2 separate regions of the Mus musculus genome follow, and region 1 is linked to region 2. The links are chromatin contacts, called in public promoter capture Hi-C maps. All regions are on one chromosome and are shown on one strand. The core of a region is the stretch at or near the end of the contact, and the rest is flanking DNA. Distances in the headings are between cores, read along the strand shown. Region 1 has its middle 110 kb from the start of Gm22739. Region 2 holds the start of Iyd (iodotyrosine deiodinase).

What was found. Promoter capture Hi-C pulls out the DNA fragments that hold promoters and counts their contacts.
Region 1: a contact with region 2 is called in a promoter capture Hi-C map of liver, with 4 times the contacts expected there. The contact joins the enhancer-like site here to the promoter of Iyd in region 2. A contact is called at or near these places in 4 of 39 promoter capture datasets (hippocampal neurons, liver and pre-B cells).

What each region holds. Positions count from the first base shown.
Region 1 is chr10:4,588,066-4,591,425 of GRCm38.p6, reverse strand. No RefSeq gene overlaps it. Among named protein-coding and RNA genes, the nearest start is that of Gm22739, 110 kb to the right of the region's middle. Within about 2 kb of position 1,610, at least 8 of the 459 cell types and tissues checked have an H3K27ac peak or open chromatin away from gene starts, as enhancers often do. A contact at or near this core is called in liver, where this site is marked.
Region 2 is chr10:3,538,288-3,541,595 of GRCm38.p6, reverse strand. It overlaps Iyd (iodotyrosine deiodinase), which reads right to left and starts at 1,322. Exons shown (of 5, transcript NM_027391.4): 1 at 1,135-1,322. The coding sequence starts at 1,300. Gm30033 (a long non-coding RNA gene) reads right to left here. Exons shown (of 3, transcript XR_380041.2): 3 at 1,969-2,132.

The sequences.
Region 1 (3,360 bases), core at 361-2,860, 1.0 Mb before region 2:
TTTCTTTTATTTTTTTTTAAGGATCAAAAGCAGAAAATGAGAGCCACATGGCCTCTTTCCTAACATTCATAGCAACACAGATCACTGTGTAGTATGACAGAGAAGAGATAAAACATTGAACGTGGTAATGGGAAGTTTCGTTTATTGGTGTTTAAGCTCTGAGAGGAGAGTGTTCTTTGAATTTTTTTTTTTTTTTGGTCAGGCAGGTGCTGCGAGTATTGGCTTGTCTGGTGTCCAGTCAGTGACCTTTATCAGATGGGCTGAACTGCAGCTCAAGATTTTGGCAGGTCATTCTATCAGAGATAAATCTGTGCTGAGAAGTGTCTCTCCCAAACGCAAACTCGCCTTTCCATGTTATCTGAGGCTTCATCCATATCATATCCAGCGTGATTTTAGTAGTTACGTCTCCCTTGATCATTTTTCTATAAACGACTGGGAATGTTATTGCAGATAATAATTTAGAAGTTAGGTCAGTATTACAGAGTTACTTCAGGTCTGTAATTTACCTGAAAATGTAATGCATTTGGTTGTGTTTCATTTGTTTTCCTTGTTGCCATGATAAAAAATAACTGGCTAATGTAACTTAAGGGAGGAAAGCTTTGGCTCACACTCACAAGGAATATGGTCCTTCACTGTGAGGAAGGCCACAGGCAGCTTGATGCCACGGTGGCAGAGTGTTCTGGTATTCCACTTCTTTGCATACCAGGAAGCAGGAAGCAGAGCTCAGATGAGAAGCAAGGACATTCTATAAAACCGTTAGTCCTCCCCACCTCCAATGACCACTTCCTCCAACAAGGCCACACCCTAAGAGCTGGGATCAGAAGTTCAAACACATGAGCCAGTGGGAGCATCTCGCACCAAAGCATGACATGGGGAGACATGGCTCGTCAGCTCTTACAGCATATTCACCTCCTCTCTCCTGTGTCCACTTCCTTCTGGTGGAAACATGCATTTTCAGTATATCCCACAATCCAGAAAGGTTTTCCTCCCCAGGACCTACACTTCCTGACTTCTAAGTCACGCCACCCTCTCGGGTCGCTATTGCTTGTCGGTTGTTTTGCTTCTGATCATGATAACTTGAATCACTCAGCAAGTGTGCCATGCAACTGGTACAGCAACAGAGGGTATAATGCAGAGGGTGGGGGCAATTGCTGATGTGCATCCCATAACCCTCACGGAATCCCTCAAGAATGGGGTCCTAGACAAAAGTACCCACTGCGGAAAAAAGAACAAAAAAGAAGAAGCCTGTATCAAGCAGAACTGAAATGGGACAGTAGTTTAGTTTCAAATTCACTCCATTTGCTGTCTGTCTGTTGCCCAGAGCCCTATTTCTGAGTTATCCATGGTAAAGAGTGTTTGTTTTCACCTCAGTCTTAAGCACTGAAATAAGAACTTGAATTCTGTATTGGTCCCTGGTTGCTCTATAGGTAAATAAGGCTTCTGGCTTGTTTTTTTGTTTTTTGTTTTTTTTGTTTTTTGTTCCTCCAGCAACATTGCCATCTCTCTGGACATGAGTCGTGCTTCTGTGGCCACAACCAGCTCAGCCCAGTTCCAGGAACGCAGTGGGAACTCCAGTTGGATATGAGCAGAACAGAGCAAGAGGACAGACGTCATCTCCAGGTCAAGGGCTGCTTAATGATCCAAAGGAACTGCACAGATGTTCCAGTTATTACAGGCAGTGACTGTCAAAAGGAATCGGATGCTCCCTCTCCAGCATGCATAACTGTGCCACCCTGAACCTCTGCCAAGCAGAAGGCCATCACCTGGTGTGTTTAGAACTCTAGACAGAAATAATCCTTTGAAACAGTTTTTAAAAGTTGAAACCAAGAGATAGAAAGATGACACAGCTCTTAAGAGCCTCCTCACACAATCGTAAATTCTTGAATTCAGATCCGAGCACAAGAAAGGTATCCTGAAAACACCTTAGCTCCAGCTTCCTGGAACCAAACATCTTCTGCTAGCCTCTGATAGCTCACAGTCATATCTGTATCATATCTTCCATGCAGGCACACACACACATACACACACACACATGAATAGATGATAGATGGATAGATAGATAGATAGATAGATAGATAGATAGATAGATAGATAGATAGATAGACAGAGAAGCAGGCAGACAGATCGAAACTTTAGAATTTGAAAGAGAAGATACCAATCCTTTCTTAAAAATTAAATTTGATCAATACAAGTTGAGTTCCTACTAAACACACTGAAAGATCCTGGTGTCCACGAAGGATTTTGGAATAAAAGTAATGGTCAGGTAAGTAGGTTTCAAAATAAATGCCAAGGCACACTGAGATCCATAGGCCATTAATTATTAATTTATTTCTAAACCACCTCTTTTCAACACAACCTCAGACACCTTGAATCTTGATCATGAATAAAACCCTCTACTTCTGTTCCCACGTGGAACTGAATAAAACGCCAAAAAGAAGGCTGAGGCACCTGGGAAGAAGTGCAAGCTGTCGAAGGATGGAGCAGCCAGAGCTCTCTAACAGATCAGAACACTGGGGCTCCTGTGGCATCAGAGACTCCATTCACTGATGTTGCCCTGAGCCTAGGACCTGGCCATTCCTCCAAAGGAGTCTCTTGAGTCACAATCCAGGCATGCATTCCATTACACAGAATAAATAATGGCTTAATTTATTAGCTACACAAAAATTTCATGGGAGGTTTTTTCAGAGAAGCTTGGGAACTATCCACATTTTCTTTTCTTATAAACAAAATTCCTCATTTTCTAAATGCATGGTAGAGACCTTTGCAACTATCTTCTGCAGCTGGCTTTAAACGGGAGCTGTGAAGTGCTAGGCCTGTGACTCTCTCCATATCTGGTGTCCATCCTTCCTAGAGAGGGGTTCAGCATCTTGAAGCGCTTTGTTGAACTCTGTCTTTATGGCTACTGTGCTTCCTTCCCTGTGCTCTGCGAAGCTTCTCACCTCAGTGCATGTAGCTCTGCAGACAAGGGATGAAGAGATAGGGCGCTTGGCAGATGAAGTCCCAGCACAGAGTTCAAGCCTTGCTTGGGACCCAGGCAAGACTGAAATTGAAGGCTTGCCCTTCTACCTCCTAGTTAGGACCTGCAGGCAAGTCTCTTCACTCTGCCCTCCCCAGTTAAAAGACTGTGGCTCTAAATGTAAGTATGAAGATGAAGTGAGATGAAGTAACCAGTTCTTGACATAACTGCTGCCATGATTGTTTCCCAGAACTGAAGATGAATGTGTTATCAATTTGACAAGATCTAGAGTCACTTAGGAGACAAACATTTCTAGAAGCATTTAACTAATGAGAAAAGACCTACCCTGACAATGGGCAGGACCATTCTGTGAGCCGAAGTCCCAGACCTGAGCAATGAGCACT
Region 2 (3,308 bases), core at 73-2,572:
CTCCTCAAGTTGATGTGTTCTGACCATTGTTTTATTTAACATCATGAATATGATAAATGCAGCACACCCTTACAGTGTCCCCTAAATTGGATCTTTCTGCCCTTGTCCATGGATGACAGTGACTCAGCCACTCCCTCCATCTTCCCCAATATCTAAAATCTGATGCTCTTCACTGTGACTTGGGCATCCACTACCCTCCCACCAAAGCATTGCTCATCAAACCTTAGAACAGATGTCGGGGTTAAGGACAGTGCTTCTCTGTGGTAAGGGAAGTACTTCCCAAGTGGGACCAGATACCCTGCATATCAGATATTTACATTACAATTCATAACGCTAACAAGATTACACTTATAAACATATCAGCGAAAGTAATTTTACAGTCGCAAATCACTCTAATGTGAGGAACCGTATTAAAGAGTTGCAGCATTGGGAAGGCTGACAAGCACTGGTCTCATGCCAGCCACAGCCAGCCCTCTCTGCCTCACTTCTCCGTCTGCACATCTTTCACCTTCCAGGAATCGCTCCTAGGCATTAGAACATGGGTGCTGGCTTTGTGCGCCTCCTGACACAGCTTGCCCCTGCTGCTCACACCTCTACCCTCGGGTCAGCTTTGCTCTTTCCCAATGCCCCAGCAGACCCCCAAGCCTTTCCTAAACACCTTATACTAGTTCCACAGGGCTTGTCCGTTTCCTTATTTTACCTCATTCCCTAAACCGGACCCTTTTCTTGCTGGGCATGGGCCACTCCTGTCTCTAAGGCACAGGGCCTGGCATAAGAGAAAGTACCCAATCCCTAGACGGGTCACGTTCTCAGTTTCAGCATTCCTAATCAAAACCTGGCCATGCTCGCTGTCACTCTGTACAGAGACTCTGCCTCCACCCCCACCCCTGAGACAGAAGGTGTTGACCTGCAGAGGATCTGGGCTGGGAGAGATCTTAGCTTCCATGACTTCGGACTGGGTAGAGGCTGGTACCGGCAAGTGCCCTGAGATGACCATCCTTGCTATACACTGTTCTGTTTTCACAACAGAAGCGAAGGTTTGCCAGCATGGCTTGCTCTCTGAATCCTGGGCATCAGTTCGCACCATCGCAAACACATGCAGGGCAAAGCCCTGGGCACCGCAGGGGTTGTTACCTTCTTCCACTTGAAGGTCTTCTGTGCTGTCTTTCAAGTCTTCATCCACCCAGGGCTGAACTTGAGCCTCCTCCTTCTTTTTCTCTAGGTTCCTGTCGGCATTTTTAAAGACCCATACAACCAAGATACAGACAACTGCTACCAAGACTGGGGTGAGGAGAAACATGGTCTGAAGTCCGACCTGGAATGTGTGCGCTTTCCCACACTGGCATTTATACAAACAGATGGAAGCAGGGAATGCTGGGAGTAGATGTAGAAACGGGGAGGAGTGCCAGGGAGGGAGCAAAGTACAAACTCAGACTCCGTGAGGACTTTGCAAAGGAGCAAAGCTCACAGTTGGGTGCGTGTGGGATTGGTCCTGCTCTGACGCATGCAATTTTAAAACTGTGCACTTGATCAGTATATTTTCAGACATCAATGACCATGGGGTGCATTAAGCACTGTAATGTGCTACATTGCTGGTGGTGGTTTTAAAGAAAAAAAGCATTTGACCTTTCTCCTATTTAACTATTCTCTCAAAGCATCTTCAACTGCCTGAAGCTAGGAATTGCCCAGAGAGCTAATTTTTTAAAAGGGCAGATTTATAAATGTAGGTTCTGATATCCTGAAAGATAATTTCCAGAAAGAGGCTGTCAACGTGCATTTTTAACAACATATGTAAGAGGCACTGCCCTGAGGCTGTAAAAAAAAAAATTAACAGCCATGCCAACATATGCAACAGAGAAGAAAGGCTATGTTTTACATTAAAGAAAGATTTTAATCTGGAAAAAGTGATGCAAACAGTTTGAAATGACTATATCTAAGCTTGAGGCTTTTTGTTTTTTGTCTTAGTTTTTATCTTTGCCTATGCCTCTGTTGTTCAGGCTGTCAGAACACAAATGTCATTGGTTGAGTGACATAAATAACAGAAACACGTGTCTCACAGTTCCAGAGGTTGAGATGTCCAAGCCCCGGGGACCAGCAGGTTTTGTTCCTCCTCGCTTGTATTGTTCTCACAGCTGGGGATGAGGGAGGAAGGAAGGATGGGAGAGAGAACCATTACTCACAGAAAGCTTCCCTTGTGGCTCCTCCATATTCCACGTACTAAATCACAGGTGCTCCCCAAAACCTCATGTCATAGATCCCGCTACTGCTCCCATTTTCACTCATATGAATGAGGCATGAATAGGTCAAATGACATGCCAAAGCCATTAGAAGATAAATGGGACATAAGCAGCCTGAGTCCATGCTGGGTACGTCTGCAGTGTGGACTAGAATTCTTAGCTAAGATCCTGCGGTGTTGAGCCTGCCTGGGTAACAGGGGAAAGCTGGGACAAGGATTTTATGTGCTAGTACAAGAGACATTGCTGCCTGGCTGCCAAGGTTCACACTCAGCTCTGGGAGCTCACCGAAAAGAGATTTTTAAAAAAGCACAGTGCAGGGGCAAGAAGTCTGGCAGCTGTAACAGCAGCAGGATGGGCAGAGCAGTGTGGAGATCAGACAAGGCTTCCAGAGGGAAGAAACTTTGACTCTAGAATTTGAAACCCACCCAAGTTCCCGACCTGGTGCATCTGCAGGTCTCAGAGTACAGGGGAGGGGGAGGGTGGGCCCTGTGAATTCCGCCAATTTTCACCTGCGCTGGACCCAGTGAGCTTCCTCTAACCCTAACACCTCCTCAGTGACCAGGCCTCCAGCTTCTGATAGTGTCGGTACAGAACAATGCTTCAGCTGCCAATGTAATGTACACTTGTACAGGAACAATGTGGCTTCCCTTGAGGAACAGGATCTGTGCCATAGGGTCACAGAACACCGTGTAGCTGATCTGAGGATGGGCCCTCTCTTCTCTTAGTACCTCTACAGCAGAGCTTCTTCACCTTCCTAATGCAGTGACCTTTTAATACACTTCCTCGATCCCCCCAACCATACAGTTATTTTCTTTGCTACTTCATAGCTGTATTTTGGTTACTGTTAGGAATCATAATGTAAATATCTATGTTTTCCGATGGTCTTTCGTTTGATCCCCAAAGGGTCATGACCCACAGTTGAGAACCACTGCTGTGAAGGCTCCTGGGCTACTTAGCTTCTGTACTTTGTCTTTATCCAGTGAGAAAAAGGAGAAGAGTGCCAAGGGAAGCTACAGGAGGAGATACTAGGCGATTCCCCACCGTCCTCCGTTGTTCCTCGTCTCTACAGAC